Regions from separate parts of the Mus musculus genome. Here all the other regions are linked to region 1. Evidence: chromatin contacts called from public Hi-C, capture Hi-C and promoter capture Hi-C data. All regions are on one chromosome and are shown on one strand. The core of a region is the stretch at or near the end of the contact, and the rest is flanking DNA. Distances in the headings are between cores, read along the strand shown. Region 1 holds the start of Commd8 (COMM domain containing 8). Region 2 holds the start of Corin (corin, serine peptidase). Region 3 holds the start of Gabrb1 (gamma-aminobutyric acid (GABA) A receptor, subunit beta 1). Region 4 holds the start of Nipal1 (NIPA-like domain containing 1).

Region 1 (4,410 bases), core at 748-3,247:
CCTCATTTTAGTTACATTCTCTGCGATCCAAGCGTAAGAGAAGAATGTCACCTGACCACACAATGTCATAGAATTACATATGAGCACAGTAACTCGAGCATCTTAGCAGGCACAAGACATCAGAAGGCCGTGAGTCTGCCTTTGTTCTTACTGCTGTTATCACTACTTCCATAGCTCAAGCCTTCCGTGTCCTACTGCAGATAATCACATTCATGTGATACTGTTCCAGGCGACACTTGTATCCTGCCAACCACTTAAATCCAAGTAACTGGGAAATGGCGTTGAGCTAAACGTCTTTAGACTCCAATCGCCTTAGATATGAACCCACTCCGTGGGGAACAGTAACCCCCAAAACACCACACAGATGGGTAACTTCTGACTCACCATATAAAATGGGAATACAACCAAAAGCCACCTGTAATGTCTACCAAACAGTATCCTGACACTCCCTGCAACTCTATAAGGTAAGCATTGTAACTGTTCTCATTTTACAAATGAGGACATTGAGGATAAATGATGCTCTACCATAACAGAGTTCCAATCTATCAAAAAAAGTACACATATAAATAAGTGCGTGTGGTAGAGGAGAGGGGATAGAAAAGGTGTTTATGACGGGTGCAAAGGAACAAGGAAAGAGCTGAATTGAAAAGATGAGTGGCCATTAGGCATTCCCAGCCAACGCAATGTGCCCGCACACAGGACTGGAAATAAAACCCCAGCGCAGGAGTGGGAATTGCATCTTTGGAAAGGCAGACAAGGGTGAAAGGGCAGAGGACCTTTGAAAAGGCGAGTAGGGGCCAAATCACAGAAGGCCTTGCATACAACAGAAAGGAGTGAAGGCTTTAATCTGCACTCAACTTTCCTGTAAGTAATTACATTATTTTTCCAAAACTTTGCCAAGATATTGTGAGCAGGAGTAAGTGTGAGACTATAGAGGCAGAGACCATAAACAGGTAAAGGAGGTTGAAAAGGGGAGGTCCAAGGATGAAACCCAGAGTTTCTTAAATAGAGTGGCCTGGTAAAGAAGGATGGTGACACCACAACAACCAATGCTGTGAAAAGGGAGTGGAGACCCAAACCAGGGATTTCCCATAGCTGTGGCAAAAGGCAGAGGCCCAGGAAGAAGACAGCTGGCTCAGCTCTCAGATTCAGGAGTCAAATGTTTTGGCCATCTCTATATAGGAGGAAAGACACCCTGAAAGTTAGGAGACACAGTCCATAGATAGGTTTGAGCTTTGGCCCTGGCTTGCTGGAAACCTGTGGCTGACATATTTCACTGTCCTCATTTGTAAAATCAAAGAAAATGTTTAAAGTACATTTTCTAAAGAACGGAGGGAGTGGCGTTAAATTTCTTTCATCTACAACTGAAGCCGACTTTGGGTAGAAGGGCCACAGTGGAGACTTCTGAAAGCCTGAGCAGGGCAGAGTGCCACCATCAAATCACTTTCACAGAGGTCTGGACCCTGGGTGTGCTGCAAGAAACCCTGGTTGGCTGTCTCTGGTCTCCACAAGCCTGGCTTTATGGGTGAGCTGTTTTCAGCGGCTGCGATCACCTCTTGGCCAAACTTGAGTGGCTACTCCTTTTCTGGTTAGGAGTTGGTTCCTCCCGCCCTCCAGGGAACAGGTCCCACCGGGTTCGACTCCTCACTGCATCCGCCGGACCTCACACAGAAAGGGGCGTTCGGGAGACCTGAACTCAAAGACTGCGGACGCAGCAGATCTCGGGCTCTACCACCCGAGCTTTCTAGAAGCAAGAAGACCCCACACGCACCCAGGCCTGGGCCATTCCTAAACCGCGTAAAGTCCTTAGGCCGCCATTGTGTCTCCAGGGGCCCAAGAAGAATAGTCCGGACCCCGGCCTTCCCGTGCCCTTCACAAACCCCTCACCCCGGCGCCCTGCTCCGGAGGCAGCTTCTGTAGCCGCCAAAGCGGCGTCCCCTCTTCCGGCTCCATCCCCGAGAAGTAGAGATACCTGTCACGTGACAGGCCTGAACCTTAGGCTTACGCTCCGATTCGTCCACGTGACTTTCTGGAGGGCGGGGCCGGCGGGCGGGCTCAAAGTCCTTGTGCGCATGTGCAAAACCTCAGCCATTGGTTTTCTCCTGTAGAAAAAAGAGCAAGTTTTTTTTCCCTCTTTTTTTTTGGGGGGGGGGGGGGGGGGGGAGGGGCGGTCGAGACTGAGGGGAAGTCTGTTACCCATCCGCTTGCTGCTGAAGGAAGATTTACAGACTTTTGCTCGGTTGAGACTGTGTTCAGAGACAGATCTCATAAACTTTCTTCACTGCAGAAAATCATCTAGTAATAGTCACAGCCTGTATTTGAACCCAGGGCCTTTCCCCCAGAGATCTGACAGTCTCCTAGTCAAAGAGTTTGACCTCAAAGACAAATTAAAGTTACTTTTTTTTTTTAATTTTTTTTTATTTTAAGAAGAGATGTGGGGTGGGGGGCTGGAGAGATGGTTCAGCAGTTAAGAGCACTGACTGCTCTTCCAGAAGTCCTGAGTCCAATTCCCAGCAACCACATGGTGGCTCACAGCCATCTGTAATGAGATCGAATGCTCTCTTCTGGTGTGTCTGAAGACAGCTACTGTGTATTCGTAGACATAAAATAAATAAATCTTTAAAAAAAAAAAAAGATTGGATCCCCCCCCCCCGTTTACAAACAGCAAACGCAATCCAAGACAGAACTCATAGAAAGGCAAAGTTCAGCTATATATTATTAAGCAACCCAAAGACTCATTATCCAAGCTAAGAAACAAAACAACCTGCTGGTAAAGAAAACCCATGTTTATACCCACACATTTACCACAGGAGTGAACCCAAAATTCTTTGAGTTGTAATTTCAATCCAAAAAAAAGAAAGTTCGTGATAGAATGAGCCTTGTCATGAGAAGGTGCCATAACAATTAGGGTGATTACAACCCAATATGTAATGTTAGGATTAAGAGTGTTAGAAAGTGCTGAGAGGCATAGATAGAAAAATAGATAGATAGATAGATAGATAGATAGATAGATAGATAGATAGACAGACAGACAGATAGATAGATATGCCTTGTCCACAGTCACATACATGAGCGATAGCTGCAGAGTTTGAAGAAAGAATGAGAGTTCTGCTGTTCTGCCTGGGTAAAGGAAGGCTTACAGGAATGCATGCTTCTGTGACCATGCAATGTGTAAGTTAATAGTGCAAAATGACATCCATCAGGATATAAAGGATATCAAAAAACGGGATTTAGACAACACTGGACACCAAGAAAAGGTTGACCTTTGAAACATGACTATATTAAAATTGAACTTCTGGCAGATGCTGAATTTAAAATATTACATAAAGTGAGAGGAAAGAGCCCTTAATATTTAATGTCTTTTCATTAGTAATCGCTTGTCTTTGTATGTAATTTAAGGCATCATTTTTTTTTAATTTTCAACTTTTTCATTAAAAAATAAAGCGTGTGTGTGTGTGTGTGTGTCTGTGTGTGTGTCTGTGTGTGTGTCTGTGTGTGTCTGTGTCTGTGTGTGTGGTGTGTGTAGGTTGAGGACAACTTATAGACATTGATTCCTTCCTTTTAGGGTCCTGGGGTCTGGACCCTAGTTTTCAGGCTTGCAAACAAACAAATGTTTTAAGTGCCCTGAAGCACTTTAAAACATTACCTGTCTGTTCTGATCCTACCTCAGCTAGGTGTATTTGCGTTTCTGTCACCCTAACTTTGTTTATAGTAAGGGCTTAAAATGCAGACTCTGGAGTTAAGTTTAAGTCCAGCTCTGTAAATCATTGGTAACTGTTATCGTCTGTATAGCAATGGCAAGCTAGTTCACGTCTCTGGCTGGTCTGCGTCTTCATCTCTCATTATTTAGAATGACCATGCAGACTTTACAGGGCTTGTTTTAAGTTCATACCTGTAAAGTTGTTTACATAAAGCACAGCCTAGCACCTAGAAAATGGTATGATTCCTTTCTAAGGAGACTTCTTCCCCTGCCTGTATATCGCCAAGATACATCCAGCCTGCCTTATGGGCCGTGCAGGCAATGCAGATGAAGGGTTGCAACTGGGAGATGTGAAAGAAGCCAGGGAAGCCTCAGTGCTGAGCAGAAGCTGGAACGCCAGCTTCCTCTTTAGAGAGCTTCTTTCTGGGGTCGTTTCCTTATTTTCTATTGTTCTTCCTGTTTTTGTTGTCTGTCATTTGGGGGTAGAGTTTCGTCCACAAAAAATCTCAAGTTCTTCCTCCCTCCTTTCCGTCCTTCTCCAATTTCTGACAGACATCTACAGTGCATACATATTTGACAAATTATGACTATATTGATCTCTTTTAATGTTTGCTTTCAAAGCAGCCAAATATGACCTGGAATATAGCTCGATGGCACAGTGCTTAAACAATAGCAAGGAAAGATTTAAAAAATTAAAAAACAAACAAACA
Region 2 (4,590 bases), core at 912-3,411, 340 kb after region 1:
ATTCCCTGTTCTATATTCCCCAGAGTGTCGCCTCAAAATCCCCAGGGGCTATGCTGAAACCTTCCAGAAACAGCAAGCTTCACAGGGAGACCAGCCCAGGATGAGACCCATCCCCTACACAGGAACAATCACCTCTCTGTGGAAACTGAGGCCATGCCTCGATGTCTTCCCTGGAGCATTAGACCCCGAACAAAAATGACCATCACCCAGAGCACCCTGGGCCTAAACACACTTGTGTGCCCCTCTTGCCCCTGCCCCTATTCATTTCCCTATTCAATCCTGAAGTTAGTGGTACCTCCCCCTCTGCCTGTCTTTTGTCTTTTCAATATGGCAGACTCAGGGGCCTCCTGTCCACTCTGCTATCACTGAGATTTCTGCAACATTGAGCGGAAAGTTTATGGAGGAGTCAATTCTGTGTCTTCAACAGCAACAACAACAACAAAATCCCCATTCTCTGAAATCTACATGGAGAGATTAATAAAGCATTTCTTCTGTCTTCTTACCTCACTGGAAGGACAACTTAGTTTTTTATTTGTACTGCAATCCTATCCCATATGGAACTTTCTGGAACGCCTCCCCCCCCCCCCCGCGCCCGCACACACACACACACACACACACACACACACACACACACACACACAAAAGCTTCACAGATCCCTGAGGATTAAGTTATTCCAAGTTCCACTCACCCTAAAGATACTTCATACAATAAAACCTCTTGTCGTCATCAGGAGGAGTCTGCAGGTCCTAACTGCTCAGCTGAGCATCTACGCAGACATCAACCCCGGGCCTCTGGTTACAGAAACTGATTTTGAGTGTCATCTCATACAAAACTAGTGGGTATCGGGGACCGATGAGTGTTGGTAGTATCCTGACTGACACACCCCCAAAAGCCTAGTTGTTGTTTGTTTGGGAGGTTTGCCAACATGTTAGCAGCACTTCTAACTTCAAAATTCTGCCAAAATGAACCCTGAAACAGCAAGCAGCAGTGAGTCCTAGCTTGGCTCCCTTATCCGGTAGTACTCTGGTGTTCTCTGGTGTTCTCTTGCGGACTTTCGCGTCCATCAGTAGATTCCTTCCTATCCTAAAAATGGAAACTATAAACTATAAAGCACAGACATGGACATAGAGACCCTTGGAGCCTGGTTCTGTGAGCCTTGGCAGCACGAAGTTCTGAGAAGTTTCAGTGAGAGGGGATTGCTGGGACTACTTGCCTGAGAATCTGGAAACTGAGTCCCCACCTCGGTCCCCAAAATGGGAAGCTGCGCAAAGCGCGCCCACTGCTCTCCCGCCTCTAGAGCTCCGGCCCAGAAGTCCCGCACTGAGTTCAGGCAGAACCTTCCAGGACACCGCCTCGGGATGCCTTCCTAACTACCCCTCTCTCCCTTGCTGACACTGACTGATTCTGGCCCGCCTATGCGCAGCTGATTCCAAGACCCTAAGGACGCAGCAGATAAGGATGGCTGCAACCTAGACTGGGTTTCCCGAGGCTCAGGTCAGGGGGACCCTCGGCAGTGCCCTTCCTTTTTCTCTGCAGATTGTGGCAGGAAGGCTAATACTTCCCAGGACTGCGGGAGGAAAACCGTCCCAAACCCTAGCAGCTCCAAACCCGCGCCGCAAACCGCAGACAGTGCTCGGTGCGCCCGGGACGGGTACCTGTCCCAGAGTAAGTTCGCGAGCAGGGGACCCGGGCGTTTCCAGCTCTGAGTTGTGCGGTGCCAAGGCATAGGGCCATCCGGGGGCATTGACTGATCCCCAGTGGGAGAAGCTACTACAAATGGGATCTAGTCACGGAGCTAGTAGCAAGGGCGCGCGCAGTAGGGATGCAGGCTTACGTCTGGAGCAGGCGGGGCTCCAAAGCAATCCTTCCAGCTGCCGGGAGCCTGGAACTTGGACCCGGAGAGGAAGCCACGGGTCCCCAAGGGGCCGGGTCCGACGGCTCCACCTGCAGTCTCCCCCGGAACCCCCGCGCAGCCAAGACCGTTCAGTGCACGGAGGGCGGTGGTTGGAGGGACTCTGCAGGAGAGGTAGCATCGCCCAGGACAAGAGCAGCGGGCTCTCCGCACGGAGCTGACCCGAACGCTGAAGGAAACCCTGCCCATGACTGCCAGCGTCTCCGACGCCAAGCCACAGGAGTGAGGGACCGTCTGCCTGGGGACTAGAACGAGCCACTGAGAAGTCTGTGCTCACTGACCTACGGACGGGAAGGAGGTGGCACCCGATGAAAGGAGGAAGGGACAGGGAGAAAAAAGGTTGACTCTGAAGTCACCAGGACTCAGGCCACGCGACCTGTGTGCTGGAGGAGCGAGGAGGGTGGATCTTACCCTCTTTGGGGCGTCAGCTCGGCGGCTGTACTCCTCCGGAGCAAGGGCGGGGGGCCGTTTCGTGAACATATCTTTCTCCTCTGTCCACTCTTATCTCGGTCGCTTTTCTCTGCTCTATGGATCTCGAGGAGAGGCACTACGGGTGTCTTTCTCCTCACTCGGAGTGAAGTTATACTCAGGGGATTGGAGCCCCATATTTTGTCTGCTGGGCAGACCCCACCCGCAGACCACTCCCTCCCTTCACTCACGTCTCTGGGTCCTACCCATAACCCTTAATGAGACAGTTCCTCCATACCCACCCCAGCCTTCAAAAAAGTTATTTTTCTATGGCAGATGGAGAGCCAAGAGTCTACTGCCCCCATCCTCCACACCAGGGAAAAAACAAACAAACCAACCCTTCAACTATGGGGCAGCAGCTTTTGGCCTTTGCTGCTTTGTTGAGGGCAGAACTTTGTTGAGCAGTGTAAAGGGCTGCTCTCTTCCGAACTCTCATTATCACATCTAGAACAGTCTATCCCCTCATACAGGATTCTAGCCAGGCAAGTATCAAAATGAATGTCTTCAGACACTAGCGATCCAATGACAAGTTTGTTGTGTTCGAAAAGATGTCAGGTTTCGAAGGCAGGCATTATTCGTGTTACACAAATTGCAAATCTGTCTTCTGCTACAAGTTTAGGGGGGGAAACGGCGTTGCTGTTTGAGCTTCATGGGCTAGGAGAACTCGGGCCTGCGATTGTCTGACAAGAACCTGCCCAGGCTGAAATCAGGGGCCAGCAAATTCGCGCCCATCAGACAGGGAGCTGCATTCTAATAGCGTCAAGGAAAGCAGTGTAGACATTCCAAAGCAAAGGTTGCATTGAAGCCCAAGACAATTCTTAAATATTTATCGAAAATTGAAAAAAAAAACCGCCAAGGATAACAAAAATTTAAGTTTTCTTAAACGTGAGTTTTAAATGCATTTTTAATCAAAATTTTCAAAATTTCAATAATTATTCAAGGTTATACTGTAGCCCATCTCCACTAGAGAAGGCTACATATAGTAAGCAGACAATAAGACCTTGAGTATCATTGTGTGGACAAAGGCACATTTGTACGAGTGGAAGGAAGTGGTAATGGGTACTTTGCTTCCGAAAAGACATGGAGTGTGGGAATATCATCTATGTGTCGTTAAAGACGAGGGACACTTGACCTCAAGTTATTCCAGCATCAGTGAGGCATGCCATTTCTAACAAGGGTTTCACAATTCACAAACCTGAGTGTTCCAGCATGCCGGGCTCTGCACTAAGCATTTTGCACATACCCTCTTTAACTTAGAGATGAGAGGCAACTGGCATAACCCGCTGAGGTCATTTGGTAGGCAGTGACCTGACACTCCCCAGAGATGGTGGCATTTTGTGACTGAGTTCTGACTGAGACACTGCCTCAGCGCACACCACCACCCACAGGAACCCCATCTGAGAACCCAGAGCCCAGGAGACACATTTGCCAACTCCACCCTGAAGGCCAGAGTTAAGCAGTCTGTGATGGAACAGTGGGTGTACGTTCACCCATCTTGAAGGCTCAGTTGAGTTTCTTTCATTTCAGAGTTCTGCCCTCTGGTGGAGATGATGCAGGAACTATAAACCTGAAATAGCTAAGTAGATTCTTCATGGTGTTCCTGGCTCTTCTATGTTGGGTTCCTAAGGCTGACTGTACTGAGAAGGTGAACGCTCCGAATACCTCCTCCTAATAGCTGCAGCTGCTGTGAGTATCAGAACCAGTAGTCGAGGTACTTTACGCTGCTGGGAGCCCAGTATAAGAAATGAGAATGAACATCTATGTTTAGACTTTGTAATTTTTAATACTGTAAGAAAACAAACATGTCTTATTTTCAAGTTAATTTAATTATGAAGTGTACTCATGGTGATCTTTTTAATGATCATTGTGAAATTATTCTTTTTAAAAAATCATGTCACATACTTAAACTTATATTATGAGAGCTGTGGTTGTTAGCTTTGCTAGGCAAGTGCTAGCCCCTCAGTTTATTAAAACATTAGTAATCACTGTCCATGTCTTAAAATACTCTTAATTTTACAAAAATTAACATCTCTGGTACCATTCTGGACGTTTTATTGTCTATCATTTCAGGCATATATCAAACTATTCATATATTTATAATAAAAACCAAAAACATTAGAGAGATTTATGGGGATTACTGACAAAATACCCATGTGTGTGTTAGTCATAGAAATAATTTTCTGTGCCTTCCTCTTCTTTGACTTGGTCA
Region 3 (4,409 bases), core at 1,260-3,759, 470 kb before region 1:
GTAGGATTGATCTGGCAGAAGCATGCATAACACTAGGGTTAAAATATCCAAACTCACACCTTGACTCAATAGTGAAGTCAAGGCTCTTAAGCAGACCTTGCTAAAGTGGAGATGCTTTCTACCCACAAAGGATTTTAGGAATTTATAATCAACTAGAAAGTGCACATTCTAATGAATTGTGTACAAGTTAAATGAGCAGCCTCAGTGAGCACCCAACCAAATATCTCTTTTCTGCCTTGTGTGTGTTTATACCCTCCACAGGTGAGAAAAGAAACTGAACACTATTTTGTTTACTGCTACACCATCAGCATGAAGGCTGGCACCTCCTAAATGTTCAGTAAACATCTAAAAAAAATAAATGCACAGCTACGGATGTGGTAATCCTGTAAGTGGCTTGTGTGTGGCCGTGTGGCTTTTGCAGAGTTGTACAGAGCAGATTCCATGTTTCAGCAGGACCTTGAGATGTAAATGAATCTTTTCTTATACCCTCTAAAAGAAGATTCATATGTGTTTTAAGAACAAGTCGACATCGTCTCAAGCAAACTTAAGGAATCTGAGACTTAGCATTGAGGGTTAAGGGTTTTATGGTGCTCAAATATAATATAAAATTAATGTTACTATCTTTTTGAGAATGTTAAGTTCAGTACATGTTGAAATGACTGTACTTTTTTTAAGGAGGATTCATTCATATGTGCCTAGTTCGTGACTCCTGTAACCTCTGGTTGTCTCTGTTATACTTTAGGAAGGCTGTACCTGTTACTTCTCTCCAAACTAAACAGTATCTTCTTTTCTTTCCTTCTGCAATAACCTCCTTGTCTTCTTGTTTCTCCTATCTAATTCTTGCCTTTATGGTCTGTGCTATATAATGCAGAGAATAGCAGTATCCAAGGATTCTAGGTTGAAATGTACATGTCACTACTTATTAGCAGTGTGACATTAACTACTGAATTCAGTAGTCTAAAGCCCTCTCTTCATTATCTCTATTGTTGTGTTGTTGCAAGGTTTGAATGAGATGACCCGTGTTGTATGCACAAGAACAATGACATAGCAAGTGGGAAATGTCAATGATCCTTATAACTGTTCTACCAGATTTTTTTTCTCTAAAATTAACTCTTACTTAAATGTTCAGTGTCTCCTGAATCTAAATGATCTCCTCGACTTTCCTCCACATCCCATCATCCACCATCACTTTCTCCGCCCCCCCCCACAATGGATCTCTTTTGCATACAGTTATAGAAGTACTTTTTCCAGTCTGTAAGATTTAGTACATACTGTTCTCCCTCAAGAAGAATTCCCCTTCCTTGCCAGACAAAAGCTTTGTCTTCTGTTCTTTGTTTGCTTGTTTGTTTGTTTTTTCTTCTCCTCTAAGGTAATTTTTAGTGCTTCTTGGTTTGGTAATAATTCTTCAGTTTACACAGACAATATCAGGAAGAAGTGATTTCTTTTTGCTTATCTTTGTAAGGGGTTTGTGAAAAGTTTACTCTAAGTTTCAGAATACCTAGTATCAAATGAAGACTTGATATATGCTATTTAACAAAGGGCATGAATCCATCCCAGAATCTCCAACCACCTAACATGTTTTTTAGTGATATGTACTGAATTGCATTTCCTAACTTCCCTTTATTTGAAAGAAGATTGGCTTTTCCCGGGCTGCATAAGGCATATTAGACTGAGGATGTTCAGTGTTCAATTTAGGGATTAAGAACAGGAGCTAGCACACTGACAGTTATAAGCAAAAAGCTTGGGCGACTAAAACCTACAAGATTTACCAGCAAAGGTCCTGGAAAAAAAGATTGATTGCCAGGGTTGCTTCATTCTTCTTCTCTTCACTTCCCATTCCAAGTGGACTGATGGAGATGGGAGCTAAAGGAAAAGCATACATTTAAAAGTTAGTCAGTTCTCTCCTCCCCCCCCCCCCCCTCCAATTCCACAAGCAAGCAGCTGTCTTCATAACCTCCGAAGAGAGGACAAGACTCCCAAACCCTCCCTGTGTTTCCTCCTCCCCACCCCCAAACTCCTTTTCCGGGCCGGCCGGCCGGGCAGTCTCTGCCCACTCCCCTCCCCAGCACCCTCCCCATCTTTTCTACAGACAACCAGAGAACCATCTCCAGACTTCTTGTTCTAGGACCTCTATAACTGTCAACAAAAGATGCCAGACAGCCTTAGCCAGATCATTGAAAGCCCTGTTTTAAAAAAGAAAAAAAAAAGAAGGAAAAGAAAAGAAAGAAGGAAAAGAAAAGGAAAAAGAAAAAAATTCAAGCTTAGGACAGGAGGGAAAGGAACACAGCAAACCACAGCTCAGGAAAACTGGGCACACACACACACACACAGGCACGTTGGCTCCTTTGCATAGAGACAGCAGGTTGTATTCGACTACCCAGAGAACGCGGAGCACCTCAGACAGGAACTTTAAAGGGATTGAAATCTGTTGCCTGTTCCACTAGGAATATTGTTTGCAAGGCACAAGGTGTCTTTTGGTAGTGAGTACCCTCTGCGCATGCGCAGGTCCATTCGGGAATTACTGCCCAGCCGCCGACTAAGTTGCATTCCTTGAATCTTCGCAGAAAAGACAATTCTTTCATCAGAGTTAGGAATGTGGACAGTACAAAATCGAGAGAGTTTGGGGCTTCTCTCTTTTCCCGTGATGGTTGCTATGGTTTGTTGTGCACACAGGTGAGCTGCCTGCTTCAATCTCTCTCTCTTTTTTTTTCCTTGGTGATTTTCTTCTTCTTCTTTTATTTTTTATTTTCCCGTGCCTGCTGGATCATGTATCTTGTTATTTGGGGGTAGGTGTGCCTGGATCTTTTTTTATGTCTGTTTTCAGTTTGTGATCTTTCTGAATACGGTCCCTACTTCTTCCCTTCAGCTCCAATGAACCCAGCAACATGTCATACGTGAAAGAGACAGTGGACCGACTGCTCAAAGGATATGACATTCGCTTGCGGCCGGACTTTGGAGGTAATGCTTCTTCATTTTTTTTTTCAACCTGTTACCCATCCCTAGTTCACCTTTTCTGTCAGATATAATGCCTCCTTCCCCATTTTACCGTTCCTGTAAACGTGCAATACTACGCCCTGCGCGCACACACACACACACACACACACACACACACACACACACACACACACACCACGCACTATCCCCAATCTCAGGTGGACGTATCCTCAGGCTGAGCTGTCCCTCTCTTCAAGCCGACACACCCTCTGCACTGTCACTGCATCACGCGTGTGCCCACACCTGTTTTCTCCCGCTGTCCCCTACAACAGGAAAGGGGTAGGGAGGGAGCCTGCTTAGTCTGTAATAAGATCTGGGAAGCCCCCAATGTCCCCTCAGCTCCCTGCCACTCAAAGACTGTCTTTGCTGTGGTCCACCTCCCTGGCAGGGCCCCCGGTGGACGTCGGGATGCGGATCGATGTCGCCAGCATAGACATGGTCTCGGAAGTGAATATGGTGAGTGGCCTCCCCAAGGGCTCGGCGGCCGGCCGAGCTTACGCAGATGAGAAATGAACCAGTTCCCCGTCCTCTGCTTTTCATTGGTGGTCACCTCGGCCCTGGTCCCCAGGGTCCCCACTCCGCGCGTACGCCCCACTCCAGTACACACACTGTCGGTCGCCCCACAGTTTGTATTTTCGACACACACACAGGCTACCGCAGTGCTCCGAAGGAGACGTACTCCGCACTATTTTGGGAAGGAAGGGGGACTGTTGCGCCGGTGGATTGGCTGGGGCGGAGTCTGAGCCTTACTTTAGCCGGGTCTCCCCGACTGTCGGGCTGTGCAGGGCACCATCTGCCGGCGGCCAAGTGGTGTACAGTGGGTTCCCCCGGACCAGGGGTTCGCAGCCAGCTGTGGCCAGACAAGAGCCCCAAAATCTCCACAGCTGAGCAGCCTGAAAGCCCCAACCCACCCATCTCAGCCACCAGGCTGGCTGGGCTCGCGAGTGTCCCCTCCCTACCACAGAATCCAGCGCAGTGTGTGGCAAGAGCAACAGGCTGAGATGAACAGTTCAGGATTGCTAACAGCAGAAGTGCCCAAGCTTGCTTCTAGGCATTCTGGACCCATGCAAGGGTTCATGTGTTTGTCTTCCTGCAGCTTGAAAGTTTTAAGTTGGAGGAGAATCGGCGAGTCATATGACTTGGCTTTCGTCTAGAAATCTGGGCAGAAAAAATAGAGATCTGATGATTAATAGGACTGAGGTGGGGGAGGGCTGGTTTATTTTAGTCATTAATTTTAAGGGATCTACACTTTACCATCCTTCTCTCCCTTCTTCCCTTCCTCCTTCCCTCCCTTCCTCCCTCCCTCCCTCTTTTCCTCCCCCCCCCCCCCCCCCCCCCGTCTTCATAGCACTTCTTTTCTCTGGGGCTGTGGTAAAAGGGATTCAAGTCAGAGCAGCCTCTTGTGTTGTTGGTTG
Region 4 (4,061 bases), core at 885-3,384, 480 kb after region 1:
TCCTCCAGCTCTGAGGCAACTCCAGCTTCCATTTTCACAATCATCACTGGGTCTCATGACCTTGCACAAAGCCCAGTGAGTGTGAGTCTACCTTTTAGAGGGTTTCATTTACTGTTGAATTCTAGGTTTTGAGTTATAAAAGGATTTCCCGAAGTCAAGAGTGAGTTCACTGGAGATGTTTAAATGTTATTTTTTTCCTTGAATTAAGTAATACATTCTTGGATAGGGATAACACCTGCCCCCAATTAGTGCACAGGTGACATCCTGTGTGGTAGCCACGTAGCTATTCATCTAGAAATAATGGGTGAGGGGAATTCATGACTGATTTCTGCCTAGGACACACTGGGCTTGGGACAGCAGTGATCTTGAGCAAGTTTTCTTCTTTTTTTTTTCCCCAGAGTGTTTTCTCACATACTTAGAACTGGAATAAATAAGATTTATAACAAAGTACTTCCTGCCAAAACCAGACTGCCATCCCGACGTGCAGGAAAGATGATTCAGAAGATAACAGCGCTGCCTGGGCCTGAGAACCAGAACCCACGTAAAAATGGTATACAACTATAACCCCAGCCTTCCCGCTGATGGGTTTCTGGGGCTTGCTGACTAGCCAGGCTTGGGTTCAGTGACAGGCCCCATCGAGGAAGTAAAGAGTGATAGAGCAGAATACTCAGCGCCCCCTTCTGGCTTCCACAGGCACACCCGCATGTGCACCTGCATACACACGTGTGCATTCGTGTGCAAACAAAGAAAACTCATGAATCTCAAAGGAACATTCTCAAGGCTTTTTTTAAGTGAAGATATAAAGCATAAAGTGGAAAATAACAACAGCTATTATCATTTTGAATGCTTTTAATATAAATTAAACAATTTTTTATAAAGTGCTTAGGGTTAGGGTTTGCCACATTGTAACTGATGTTTGTTAAATAGTAAGAAGTACCTGGGATCAGATTTATTATCATTGCCAGTCTATGGTGAAGACAAAACGTGAAATCTGATGTCCAAAGAAAGCATCTAAGTAGATGTCTACTTCACAAGGCTTCCAATTCAAAACTGGCTTAAACCGTCTTTGCCACTTCCACCTGATCCTGCCCCTCCCCCATTCTTTTTCCACAGGTCATGCCCATAGACAAAAAGTATGCATCTTAAACTACTGACTAATTTGGTTTTAAGTTTTGTCTCATAAACCTGAAAACAAGAAAAGCAAGATGGATCTCTGCAGTGAAACTCTTAGGCAATAAAGTTAATTCTAGCTGTTCGTGAATACCTAGAGCCTATGGGGGTACAGCAGTCAAGCGCAAAGGCACCCCAGAAAAACACACAATCTCGGCTCTTCCGGCTGAGGGCTTCAGCAGTAAGTGTGACCACTTCATGAGGCATAATAAATACCTCGTGACTAAGTTACTTCACCGCTTTCTCTACCTTATCCTTATCCCTCACCTGCAAACTGTAGTTAATAAATTGTGCTGTAAATTGTAATGAGTTGACTCATGCATGTTATGTAGTGTACTGCTGGAATATCATGAACTTCAGCGTGGGAACAGGTCTTCTCAGTTTGGGCATTGCTGATCCCTGAAAAGCTTATTTCATATACGACTGGGCGTGGGGATAAGGCAGCTGGGTGGGTGGAGAGGGAAATGCCTGATTGTTGAAAACAGGTAAGCACGGGTATTGTAAGACAAGGAGGACAACGGCGTGCACGAGAGAGCAGAAGCACCAAGCCTGTTCGAAAAAAATCCCAGAATAAACTTTAGCATGGACTCAGCACAGAACTCCAGCAGACAGCGCCTTGTGCCACAAAAGCCAGTGATGAGAAAGACCCACTGACGTTGGCCAGCACTTCGTCTGCTCCAGGACAACCAGAAGGGGGCCTCGGGACAGCCTCTCCATCACTAAATTCCCCGAGTGACTTCGGCAGCATCCACGCTGTAACCTCATCTCCTCCTGGCAGGTGTTTCTGGACTAAGCACCTGTGCAGCTCCCGGGTCCACCCTGCAGACACCGGTGACTGAAGGAACTTCTGCGGCGATGAGCGAGCGGTGGGCGGAAAATGAGCCTCAAACCACCCCATGCCCCACCCAGTCACTCTCATTGGCTGAGCCTGCCACGGGGGCGGAGGCAGCGCACACCCTTCGCTGACTCCACCGATCCGCCGGAACGAAAGCGGGTCCCGGGACACTGGTGTGTGAGAAACTATTGCTAGCACAGAGGAAGCCCGGTCCCCAGGCCATGGGGGTACAGCTGAGGCTGCCACCCGGAGAGCCCTGCCATGAAGGTGAGTGTCAGTCCCAGCGGTGGGACAGTTGGGTCACTTGGGTAGCTGGGAGCCCAGATGCGAGGTCTCAAAACTAGACTCAGAAAAATGTGCGGATTCTTAACGCGCCGTCTTCTAATCATTTAGTATTCCAGTCGTCCAGTCGGCTGTCCCACCAACGGGACAGTAAATACTTAGCTGAGCCCACTGCACTCCAGACTCTGTGGGGAAGCCCAAGTCGGAGCAGGACAGAAGTGACGCCCACTTAGTCCCCCGGCTGGCTCAATGTTGATTACGTCCTACTGAGTGTGTGGCAGGGAAATTCAGGATGCTTGCTGAGGGCAGATTCCAGGGTTTGATCCAGGAGGAGGTTTCCTGGCTCAGCCTCAACTCCGGAGTACATGGCAGAGGGCGTGCCGGGGATCCCGTGGGCTTCCCACAGTGCTCCCTGAACACACTGTGCCTGAGTCCCACGGAGAGATCGCTCAGGTATGACTTACTGGGCAATCCTTTGAGTAGGGTGACTACTCCAACAGGGAACTGGGAGTGCCCTTTTGTTAGTTCTTCCTCAGGGCTAGACTGGGATTTCCAGCCCACACCTTGCCTGGTAAAACCCCTGGGCCCCACCCCTTGACCTTTGCCAGATGTTCCTCACTTCCACTGGCTTCTTGCAGTCTCTACACAGAAGGTCAGAGAAAACTGAATGGAAGTAAGGGGAAAGGTGGGGCAACCTTGGGAAATGTGCATTGCAAACGAAATTATCGGTTTTTTTTTTAATCCCCACTGGTGTCAGGTCATTTCTAACCTACTTGCTAACGACTCAAAGAAGCTGTCTGGTAAGACCTGTGCCTTACAGTGAGTGCTTCCCAGCCTAATGCTACGACCATGTAACTACAGCTCCTCGTGTTGTAGAGATTCGTGTCCTTGCTTCTTGGCCTTTCCAGCTTATAACTTAACGAGGGAATAGAAAGAAAAGGGGGGAGAGACAGAAGAAGAGAGAGGACTCATCAAATCCCAGCTAGTAAGAAAGGGGAAAGGTGTGTAAAAGAAAATGTGCAACAATTCACAAACTATCCCCACATTGAGACCGGTATCCCTAAGGCAGCTGCATCTAGGGTTGTTTCCTAGACAGTCATGCGCTTAGTGGCAGTTGGTCCCTTTTCTAAATAATTCTGGAGCTGCCAAGTCAGATCGTCACTAATGCACCCTGCCCTTGTTTGTTCAAGGATCTGAGAGCAGATTGCACCCACTCATTTGACCTCTGGATATTTTTCCTGCTTTGCTCATGCATTTAGTAACTACAAGAAGTATTGGAGCTCTGTGTCACCCGATGATTAACCGTGCAGGAAGGTACTGGGAAAGATGGGAGAGGCCAATCTGTAATTTCAGTAGTAGGAGACTAGGTTTTAGGCCTAGTGTATCCACTTGGCTCTCTTTCTTCCTCTCTAAAGTAGGAAGAAATCTTGTTGACAGAGTAGGTAGCACTGGGTTACCTCAGGAAATCTACAGGGCAGAACCCTGGCGGGTCTTAAATGGAGTCTGGTTTTCCTTGATTTGTTTGAGGTGATGAACAAGAATCCTGTGAGCCGAGCACTGGCCTAGGTCCTAAAGGACTGTCATCAGTCTGGCCTTCAATGCTAGCACTCCCAATCTGTTTACTACCCTGATGACAGGACATTCCGAGAAGCAAATGACTTGAGAGTGTAGAGCTGTGACAAAGTCTAACAGTCAATGTACTGAAGCTGGAGGTGGTCTGCAGATTGGGTGGCCCAGATCCTCTAGAGAAAGTTTTTAATCTACCCGAGATCAA

Evidence for each region. Promoter capture Hi-C pulls out the DNA fragments that hold promoters and counts their contacts. Hi-C and Micro-C count contacts between places; a contact is called where the count stands out from the background. Capture Hi-C pulls out chosen DNA fragments and counts their contacts.
Region 2: a capture Hi-C map of embryonic stem cells shows a contact between it and region 1, with 5 times the contacts expected there. The contact joins the promoter of Corin here to the promoter of Commd8 in region 1. A contact is called at or near these places in 10 of 39 promoter capture datasets (the 3T3-L1 cell line, 3T3-L1-derived adipocytes, embryonic stem cells and 4 more), 25 of 484 Hi-C or Micro-C datasets (the G1E-ER4 cell line, the HL-1 cell line, cerebellar granule neurons and 10 more), 5 of 115 datasets of contacts at active chromatin or transcription factors (astrocytes, embryonic stem cells and large pre-B cells) and 1 of 9 other capture datasets (embryonic stem cells).
Region 3: a contact with region 1 is called in a Hi-C map of uterus, with 4 times the contacts expected there. The contact joins the promoter of Gabrb1 here to the promoter of Commd8 in region 1. A contact is called at or near these places in 1 of 39 promoter capture datasets (hippocampal neurons), 3 of 484 Hi-C or Micro-C datasets (Sertoli cells, cumulus cells and uterus) and 3 of 115 datasets of contacts at active chromatin or transcription factors (astrocytes, cardiomyocytes and neural tube).
Region 4: a contact with region 1 is called in a promoter capture Hi-C map of neural stem cells. The contact joins the promoter of Nipal1 here to the promoter of Commd8 in region 1. A contact is called at or near these places in 9 of 39 promoter capture datasets (the SN4741 cell line, embryonic stem cells, hematopoietic stem and progenitor cells and 5 more), 9 of 484 Hi-C or Micro-C datasets (CD4 T cells, Th1 cells, adipose-derived mesenchymal stem cells and 2 more), 1 of 115 datasets of contacts at active chromatin or transcription factors (memory CD8 T cells) and 2 of 9 other capture datasets (adipose tissue and embryonic stem cells).

Annotation. Positions count from the first base shown.
Region 1 is chr5:72,166,192-72,170,601 of GRCm38.p6, forward strand. Commd8 (COMM domain containing 8) reads right to left here and starts at 1,998. Exons shown (of 5, transcript NM_178599.5): 1 at 1,888-1,998. The coding sequence starts at 1,953.
Region 2 is chr5:72,502,047-72,506,636 of GRCm38.p6, forward strand. It overlaps Corin (corin, serine peptidase), which reads right to left and starts at 2,162. Exons shown (of 22, transcript NM_016869.3): 1 at 1,836-2,162. The coding sequence starts at 2,102.
Region 3 is chr5:71,697,423-71,701,831 of GRCm38.p6, forward strand. It overlaps Gabrb1 (gamma-aminobutyric acid (GABA) A receptor, subunit beta 1), which reads left to right and starts at 2,510. Exons shown (of 9, transcript NM_008069.5): 1 at 2,510-2,673; 2 at 2,867-2,958; 3 at 3,383-3,450. The coding sequence starts at 2,594. Gm38562 (a long non-coding RNA gene) reads right to left here and starts at 4,286. Exons shown (of 4, transcript XR_868471.1): 1 at 4,249-4,286; 2 at 3,954-4,152; 3 at 1,770-1,863.
Region 4 is chr5:72,645,662-72,649,722 of GRCm38.p6, forward strand. It overlaps Nipal1 (NIPA-like domain containing 1), which reads left to right and starts at 2,135. Exons shown (of 6, transcript NM_001081205.1): 1 at 2,135-2,272. The coding sequence starts at 2,227.